Regions from separate parts of the Sus scrofa genome. Here region 2 is linked to region 1. A link is a contact called in public HiChIP or PLAC-seq data. All regions are on one chromosome and are shown on one strand. Each heading gives the region's core, a stretch centred on a gene start, on an enhancer-like site or on the middle of the called end of the contact. The rest is flanking DNA. Distances are from core to core; before and after follow the strand shown. Region 1 holds the start of CFL1 (cofilin 1). Region 2 overlaps AP5B1 (AP-5 complex subunit beta-1).

The links. HiChIP or PLAC-seq counts read pairs in DNA pulled down with a chosen protein or histone mark.
Region 2: an H3K27ac HiChIP or PLAC-seq map of alveolar macrophages shows a contact between it and region 1. The contact joins the enhancer-like site here to the promoter of CFL1 in region 1. A contact is called at or near these places in 1 of 5 promoter capture datasets (fetal skeletal muscle), 5 of 47 Hi-C or Micro-C datasets (adipose tissue, heart right ventricle, liver and 2 more) and 2 of 2 datasets of contacts at active chromatin or transcription factors (alveolar macrophages and skeletal muscle).

What each region holds. Positions count from the first base shown.
Region 1 is chr2:6,468,815-6,473,465 of Sscrofa11.1, reverse strand. CFL1 (cofilin 1) reads right to left here and starts at 1,908. Exons shown (of 4, transcript NM_001004043.1): 1 at 1,828-1,908. The coding sequence starts at 1,830. MUS81 (crossover junction endonuclease MUS81) reads left to right here and starts at 2,686. Exons shown (of 16, transcript XM_003122526.5): 1 at 2,686-4,651. The coding sequence starts at 4,627.
Region 2 is chr2:6,550,026-6,554,676 of Sscrofa11.1, reverse strand. It overlaps AP5B1 (AP-5 complex subunit beta-1), which reads right to left. Exons shown (of 3, transcript XM_021082823.1): 3 at 3,341-4,651. The coding sequence ends at 3,468. Among named protein-coding and RNA genes, the nearest start is that of RNASEH2C, 11 kb to the left of the region's middle. Within about 2 kb of position 2,651, at least 5 of the 83 cell types and tissues checked have an H3K27ac peak or open chromatin away from gene starts, as enhancers often do. A contact at or near this core is called in alveolar macrophages, where this site is marked.

The DNA.
Region 1 (4,651 bases), core at 659-3,158:
CTGGGGAGATCTGTCTAGACGCCACGGGGTGTAGTCCTTACTCCCAAGAGGTCATGAATCCCCTCCCCAAGACAAGTGTCTCTATCTCCCCACCCCAGTTCCTGTCCAAGGACCAGATGTCACACAACCCCAGAATGGCAACCGTGAGAGACACATCTGGTCAAGTAACTCAGTATCCTTCCTTCCCAGCCTGACATCCTGCAGGCTAGAGTCTGAAGACCTGCGAGCAGCAGAGCCTTGGCCCAGATGGGAGCCCAGAATTGAAAGAACCTACAGAACTGACTACTGGCTCGTTTCCTACTCACATCCTCAATCTCGGCTTTTGCCTCCTGTGCTGACTCAGAACTTCACGGAGGTGGAAGAGGACCCAGACACCCAGGCTACAGTCACTTCTGAGAACCAGGACCCCATAATGCTACATGGGACACCAGCGGTGCTCAACTGTTCTAACAAGTCCATCAGAACTGTCCCATGCGGTGACTACACAAGCTGTCCTATCCTCCGCTGGGGTCTTCCTAAACCCAAGCAAGAACCACAAACGCCTAATTAAGGCCCTACCCAACAACTCCCTGTTCCCCAGAATATATGCAGGCCCCAAAAGTCACTGATCTAAGTTAGCACTCCAAACACCTTGGCCCTTGAGAGCTCTTTAAACTTTTCTGGGTCGTGCTGGGGCCCAACCTAGCCGGGAGAGAGTGACTGTCCAAGGTAAAAACCTGCCCCCGCTCCCGGAACTGCAGAGGAAGCTGGCCACGTGATTGAGCCGCTTCCGGAGTAGGCGGAGAAGAGATCGGCTAGACTCAGACCCCTCCCCGAGAAAAACCGGTACACAGATGCAGAGACACCTCTAGACTCTCAACCCCAAGGAATCGCCTTTACCCACCAGCTTACTGGTCCCCTCCGCTGAGGGCCTGGGCACGTTACACAACCTTCGGCCCTCGAAGCCTTCGGGCTGAACAGAGGGGGCGGGGTGGTTTCCGGGCGGTGCCCGCCTGGGTCACTTCCCTAAACTCAGCTCCACCCTCAGGCCCCATCCGGGAAAGCCGACGGCCCCACTTGTCCAGGGATTCGGGCCCGGCGGCCAGGCCTGAGCGAGTGCGCACGCGCCGGCCGACAGCGCCGTTCCATCCCTCGCCGGGAGTACTCGGCGGAGAACCCAGCTCGTCTCGTGGGCTCGCTCCCGAGCGCGGCCGTGGTCGCTGCGGGGTCCGCTGCGCGGGGCAAGCCCCCAATCTCAGGCGCCTGCGCCAAAACCCGGACACCCCCGCATCCCAGCTAGCCGCGCCGCCCCCGCCCCTTGTGGGCATCCCTGCCACCTGCTCTCGAGACAGACCCGCCTGCGAGGGAGGGTGACGCGAAGACAGGAACAGCCCTTGGGTGGGGCGCGCGCGCCGAGAGCGCTCGCGCGCTTTTCCTTCGCCGCCCCCGAGCCAGGTTTGGATGCCGCGTGCTCCCAGCGCGCGCGCGCACCCGCGAACCCATTCGCTTCGGCACCGCCGCGACGCGCGACACCGGCTGCTCCGCGACGGCCGCGCACCCGCGCGCCCTGGACCCCTCCCCCACGGCCAGTGTCCGCGCGGGCGCAACAGCGGAGTGGGGGAGGGGAGGGGAGTCCAGGGGGCGCGCGAGCGACGTCCGAGCCGGCCCTCACCGGCGCCCGCGGGCGCGCACGCGCGTCCCAGCGCCGCCCGCCCCTCAGCACGAGACCCTCATCCAGCCGGGGGATCTGGGGGAGGGGGTGCCGACGTCGCTCCCCCGTTCCCTCCCGCGCACGCAGACAATCGACTCGCAGCCGCCTCCCCTCCCGCGCCGTGGCCTGCCGCTCACCATATTTCCGGAAGCGAAAAGGAGATAGCAAGGAGCCAGAAAAGACAAGAGCCGCTTCAGCTGCTGCCGGGATCCGACTGAACGCGGCCTCTCCCGGCCCCTTCCGTTTAGTATGAGCCGCACAATGAGGGGCGGGGCGGGCTTCCGGCGCTCCTCCTGAAGACCGACGGGAAATGAAGTCCGAGGCTCCTGCGCTGTCCTCGGGCCAGCTGGGTAGCAGAGTCTTTTTCATCTGACAGCGTCTGGTCGTCACGTTGCATACTGGGAAGTGTAGTCCGGGGACAGCTGAGAGGGGCGGGACTACAGCAAGGAGAGCGCGCGGGTTGGTGGAATGCCCCAGGAAACGCTCTGCACAGAGCCAAGGCCTCGGTGCTGGGTGATTTGACCTGAAAATGAGCCTCGATTTCGCGCTTCTTTATCCCGTACCGAAACGGTTTTCCTAAGGTCCATCCTGGCGTTTTTCTGGATCTCTTGGTCTAAAAATTTCCAGTGACTTGGTATTTTGCTTTTGTGAATTGAAGCAACTATTCATTGGTCTGGAATCCAGTCCTAGAGCAAGGAGAATCCCAAGTATAAGGAGACTTCAATCCAGGACACATTCATTAACCATTCTCCATACTCAAAAGACACTCTTGTCTACTGAGGAAAGGCGATGTGCAATTTCAATAAAATAAGAGAAAAAAAACACAAGGAAAGACTACAAAGAAATCTTTGAAAATAGAGCTTTGTACTAGTTTTAAAAGCATTTGGCATATTCATGAGGCAATAAAGGGAGAAGAGCAGGGATTTATGCATTCGAAGATTACCGCCTTTTACTAGGCAGTGAGCAGAGGAAACAGATTTTATTTTATTTTTGCCATTTCTTGGGCTGCTCTCACGGCATATGGAAGTTCCCAGGCTAGGGGGTCGAATCGGAGCTGTAGCTGCCAGCCTATGCCAGAGCCACAGAAAGGCGGGATCCGAGCTGCGTCTGCGACCTACAGCACAGCTCACGGCAATGCCGGATCCTCAACCCACTGAGCAAGGGCTGGGATCGAACCCGCAACCTCATGTTCCTAGTCGGATTCGTTAACCGCTGCTCCACGACGGGAACTCCAGGAAACAGATTTTAAACCAGACTTAAATCTCGTTCTCCAGTTGGTAACCAGGCATATGGTTAATTTAATACCCACAGAAATTAAAACAGAAGCTCTGTGGGAGCATAACCTTCAAAAAACAGACTAGGGTGGGGGACTCCAGGGAGATTTCATTGGCTTTCAACAAAGGCCATAGCCGCTTACTCTGCAGAAGACAGGGTCGCAAACAAGAGAATTGGGGGCATCGATCCCATATGCAGAATAAAGGCTGTAAATGAAGAGCTGGAAGCTTGGTCTTCAGCTGGGGAGCAACACCCGAGACTGGGGTATGTCGCAGAGCATGCCGGGGACTGTAGTCGGGGACGTACCGCTGCATTGCCCCCCCACCGGGAGCATCAGGTGGGGACCGCAGCTCGACCGCCGCCTCCTGCAAGAGACCTTGCTACAAGATGAGATTGGCTCCACCTTTTTGAGCTTCGGAGTTTCCAAGAGCAACGAGGAGGGGGGTGGGAGATTTCGCAGTTACCCTGGAGACGCGCTCCCGCCCGCCCCTAGCTGCGGGATGCCCTAGATGTCCTTATTAGGACAAGAGACTAGAGGGGGCGGGTCCAATCCGAACGCCTGCTGGAGGCTCCTTATAAGGCAGCGTCAGGCGGGAGGCGGGAGTGCGGAGCCGGCCGGGGGGTGCGGGATCGAGGCTGGGCGGAGTCTGAAGGGGCAGGCCTGGAGCTCGGGCGCCCGCCTCTCCACTCCCGAAAGGCCCCAGACCCACACCTCGCCACTTCCGGTATGGCAGATGTCGGCTGCTGTAACTTGCTGGCGAGACTCTCGTGCTCAAGTGGAACCCCCTTTGCATAGTTCCCATCTTAACCTTCCTGAGAGTCCCCCACCTCCAACGAGTCACAAGAACGATGAAGTGTTCTTCCCTTGTCCGTATTTCTCACCCCCGGGTTGCTACCCCGAATCCAACAACATGCCCATGTCAGCCCCTCCCACATGCCTCGATGTCCAGCACCTCCTACTTGTCCCCTTTCTGTTTGTCTACTGTCTCCCTCTCCCTGTCCTCCCAGCTTTGGCCTTCCCTGCACGTCCTCGTCTTCGCGCCCCTCCCCCACTGCTCTGGATGGGGAGGCCCACATGGGATCACCATTTCCTCGGAGGGTCTTTCAGCTCTTTCTGCGTTACCTTTGTGTCCTCATTCCTAATGTCCTTCCTACAAAAACAACTGAACCCATCTGCTTCCCCATCCTCCCACCTCTCGGATTCTTCACTAGGCCAGTTTCTCCAGCGTCCTCCGCTAGAGCCAGTCTGAAACCAACAGCCTCGGGTTACTCATTTAAGCCCGGCCCGGCCAGACCTCCCAGTCATAGGGGGCGCTGTGCACCCTCTTCTCTCCTGTACAAAAAGGACTCCCGCTCTCGAATCCGGGGTAGATGGAAGGGGCGGGTCCAGGCCTGGGTTCGGCGCGTCCAAAAGGCTGGTCCTGTGCCGGAGCAACAGGAGAGCGAAAGGCGGTAGACACTACGTGCGGCACCAACCTCTTAGAGTGCAGAGGCGGGGAGGGCAGCAGAAGGCCGTCCTCTGGTTAGTGACCCGCGTGGGACCACGTGACTGCAGAGGGCCCGCCTCCGCCGCCGGAACCAGGTGTTCGAATCCCGTTTCCAGAACTGGCGGCGTCCCAGTCCTGCCGCCGTGAGGCGCCAGAGGACCCGCCCGGGCGCTGATGGCAGCACCGGTCCGCCTGGGTC
Region 2 (4,651 bases), core at 1,402-3,901, 80 kb before region 1:
TAAAGTACTGCTCCATTGTTGTGCTGCTTCGTACTTTGGTTTTAAAAAGTCTGATGCCATTCTAACTCTTTTGCCTTTGTAAGTTATTTGGTCTTTCTGCCTGGTGATCTTGAGGGGTTTTTTGGAAAAAAAAAACTTTGAAATCTAATTGTTTTGTGAGGATATATCTCAAAGTTGATCATTCTGGGTTAATTTCCCAAGATTTCCAGTGGGCCCTTTGAATATGTAAATGTTTTCTTTTATTGGGAAGTTTTTTTTTTTTGTTTTGTTTTGTTTTTTGTCTTTTTGCCATTTCTTGGGCCGCTCCCGCGGCATATGGAGGTTCCCAGGCTAGGGGTCAAATTGGAGCTACAGCTGCTGGCCTAGGCCACAGCCACAACAATGCCAGATCTGAGCCACATCTTCGACCTACACTACAGCTCACTGTAATGCTGGATCCTTAACCCACTGAGTGAGGCCAGGGATCAAAACTGCATCCTCATGGATCCTAGTCAGATTTGTTTCTGCTGAGCCGCAATGGGAACTCTAGATTATAGTATTAAATATCAATTCTGGTGCATTCTTTAGTTTTTCTTCTGGAACTCCAATACTACAGATGTGATTTCATATTTGACTACCTTCTGTTTCCATTACTTTCTCCTGATTCCTTCTTTGTCTTTGTCTCATTTTCATTCTCTTGTTTTTCTGTCTTTCTTCAATGCCACTTAAAATGTAATGTTTATTTGAGTACGTTCTCCCTCAGGCACCTTATAATCTTTTAGATAATTTTGTCTGTTTCTTCCTTTTCTTCCTTGAGTTGAATCAACTCTCTTTGCATTTCTTCCTGGGTTTTAAAATTTCTCACCAAAGTGGTTTTCCATGTTTAGTCTTTTTTTTTTTTTTTTTTTTTTTTTGCTTTTTAGGGCTGTATTTGTGACATATGGAGGTTTCTAGGCTAGGGGTCCAATCGGAGCTACAGCTGCCAGCCTACACCACAGCCCCAGCAATGAATCCATGCCGCATCTGGGACCTACACCACAGCTTGTGGCAACACCAGATCCTTAACCTACTGAGCGAGGCCAGGGATCAAACCCACAACCTGATGGTTCCTAGTCGGATTCATTTCCACTGGGCCACAATGGGAACTCCTGGTTTTTTGCATGTTTAAATGCTTGTTTTGAGTATATTTAACTCTATTTGGAGTCTTGTATTACAGCTTTCTTCGGCTTTGTGGCTGTTTTTTTCAGAAATGTGTGCAAATATGCCTTCATTGACATGTGATGAAATTCTTTTTCTGATATTTTGCAGCACATTTGTATGAAACTGTTAATCGGTTCGTTTCTGTGGTGTTGGGTGTTTTTATAAGATCCTTAGTTTAACTCGCCCTCTTCTGTCAACACGGACAAGTCCAGACACTTTGAAGCATTTGTTTTTGTTTGTTTAGATTTTTAGGGCCCAACTCGAGGCATGTGGAGGTTCCCAGGCTAGGGGTCTAATTGGAGCTACAGCTGCTGGCTTACGCCAGAGCCACAGCAACGCAGGATCTGAGCCGTGTCTGCAACCTACACCACAGCTCATGGCAACAACAGATCCTTGACCCACTGAGCAAGGCCAGGGATCGAACCTGCAACCTCATGGACACTAGTCAGATTTGTTTCCAGTGAGCCACAATGGGAACTCCAAAGCATTTGTTTGTTTTGAGAGTGGGGGCTAAGTCTGGGGCCTCTGATTTTGTTCTCTTTTGTCTTGGACAGCCATTCTCCACTTGCTTCCTTTTTTACAGCCAAATGCCAAAGGGCACTTCTCCCTTCCTTTCCACCTTCTTGCTCCCCAGAATCGGTCTCAAAAGCTACCCCTTCAAATCCCACAGATAATTTAAAATCCCTTCCCTGGATTTTAAATTAAGCTCTAACCTACTCCAGACACTTAACATTTGCAGACAGGAATTCCTGTTGTGGCGCAGCAGAAATGAATCAGACTAGTATCCATGAGGACAGGGGTTCGATCCCTGTCCTCACCCAGTGGGTTGGGGATCTGGCGTTGTGTGAGCCGTGGTGCAGGGCGCAGACTCAGCTCGGATCCCACATTGCTGTGGCTATGGTGTAGGCCAGCAGCTGCAGCTCCGATGTGACCCCTAGCCAGAGAACTTCCCTATGCCGCCAGTGTGGCACTAAAAAACAAAGAAAGAAAAAAATGTCAGACTTAGTTTCTTTTTTCCTGTAACTGAACACTTACTGACTTGGCAGTGGCTTGGCCGGATCATATGGCACTGACTGCAGTAGCTCCAAATTGGGACAGACCTCGCCACCTGGTCTGCAACAGCCCCACGCATCCTGGGCCCTTCTTCCCTTGCCCACCTGATCAGGAGGGGATGACTGGGTGCTCAAGAAGAGGCCCTTACCGCCGAGCAGTAAGGCCCAAGCCTCTGGTTATTCTCCGCCCAGACCACCCAGTAGTGCTGGCTGCTGCTCCTGCAGCCTCTGGGGGTGGCCCCGGGCAGAGAGAGGGGAGGAGGGTGGCCTGTGGCCCATGCAGATCTCTGCTCTGATGATGTGCTAATGGAAACTCGCTCCAGGATGACAAAACCGGAATACCAACCAGCTGGGTGACTGTAGGACAATCACTCAACCCTCTGGCTTACAGATTTCCTCATCCGTGGGGCCCTGCTGAGCTGTTGCAAGGATCAAGTGAGGCAACCTATGTGGAAAACAGCTCAGCATCCGGCAGCCTCAATACGTCTGAACCCTAAGTATCCGATATGTTTGCAAAAAGAACTAGGCGGCCTAGCTGTCCTTACCTGGGAAGAGTCCTAGATCCACAGATTGGGTTTCCTAGGAACTGGAGCAAGGAGAGGTTAGCTTAGTTTCAGTCTAGAGCACTGGGCCCCTCCTTTCAGCCCTCAAACCATACCAGCAGGCCCTTCCTAGAGCTGGCTCTAACCAACACAGCCTGGGAGCCCCCTCCCTAAGCAAAGGTGACTCACTGAGCCGCTGCAGCCTCCTCTGTTTCTGCGTCTCAGTCCATCATCCTCTCCGGCCTGAGTTCCCTGTGCAGGGACCCTGCAAACCTCTGCAGTTGAAGAGCACTGGCTCGCAGGTCAGGAGGCCCAAGTCCAGCTTTGGTCTCATCCCCAAATTACTGGGTGGCTTTGGGAAGGCCAGACCAGCTCCAGGAAGCAGAGACATGGATATTTTTTCTCTTGCCTCCTGGGCAGGGATCCTAAAAAAGCCCAGCATATCTGGGCGGGAAGACTGCCCTGCAGTCTGGGGGCCCCTAGTCTGGAAGCTTTCCTGGAGCCTCTAACTCTCACCCCAGTGGGTCTGCCCCCAACCAGGGCCCAAAAGGAAGCAAACCAGTGAGGGTCGTTAGCAAAGTGTAGGTTTTTTTTAAAGAACGGGCCTACGGGACGGTCTCCTGGCTCAGCAGCTCTTCCCAGGCAAGTGCCTGCCAAGGCCGGAGTCCTGCTCCTGCCTGGCCTGGCCCCAGGCTCAGCCAGCAGCTGCCAGCCCACGGAGGTAGTCCCCCACCAGCGGCAGCACTGCCCAGTCATCAGTCCGCAGGGCCACAGGCACACCGTCCGCCTGGGCTGCCTCCAGCCGCAGCAGCAACTTCGAGTTCGGGGGGAGACGGATGGCGACACAGTAGCTGGTGGGGGGTTGGGCCACCACCACAAAGGGCTCCAGGTGGCGGGACACCAAGGCCTCCAGCCCATGCGGCCCGAGAGGGCACCACAAGTGACTCTCGGCGCCCTTCGGCAGGCAGGAGTCCCAGAGCTCCTCAAAGAAGTCCACCTTGGCCCCCTCGGGGGGCTGGGGGAAAGGGAGAAAGAGGTCAGCGAAGTTCACGAGCAGGGGAGGCAGGTGCGCGTGGCACGTGAGGCCCGCGGGTGTGGTGTACAGGGCGCGCACAGCCAGCCTCGCGGGAGCCGGGCGTCGGGGCTGCAGAGGCAGGAGCAGAGGGCGAGCAGGGCGGCTGGGACACAGGCAGGGCACGTGGACAGCCCCCAGGGGTGCATAGAGCTGTCTTTCCACACTGAAGCGCAGCTCCAGAGAATACACTGGCTCCAGCACCTCCACCTGGAGCTGGAGCACTGGGACTGGGCCCTCAGCTCTGCGGGGCCCCAGGCTTAGCCGAATTGGGGCCGGGGCCTCCTGCACCATCAGTGCCTTAGCAAAGCCCTGATTCTCAGCCACCAGCGAAGAGGCCAGTGCAGGTGCAGCAAGGGAGGGGCCCAGGGCCACCCCCAGCTTGGGCCTCGCCAGGTGGGCCAGGAGGATATAGTAGAGGCGAGCGTGGTCCCGCCCATCAGGGTCCTCCAGCTGCCTGGCCAGCGCCTGCAGCAAGTCCGCCAGGCCCCTCACGACCCCTGCCCGCAGTAGGGCCCGGCAGACCTTTAGCAGGGCCTGCTGGAGACCCCAGTCCGTGCAGTGGGTGGCCGCGGCCTGCAAAAAGCTGAGCGTGGCACCCTGGGCATCCCCGTCTGCCACCTTTGCCAGCATCTGCAGGTGCCAACGAAGGGCCTCATCCCTGCCTGGCCTGGACACCACCTCCTGCCTCAAGACCACCTTCAAGGGTTCCCCCAGCTCGGGGCCCACCTGATCCAGGAGATCTGCAAAGTGGGGAGTCAGGGCAGGCCGGGCCCGGTACAGCTGGGCCAGTCCATGGGTCAAGG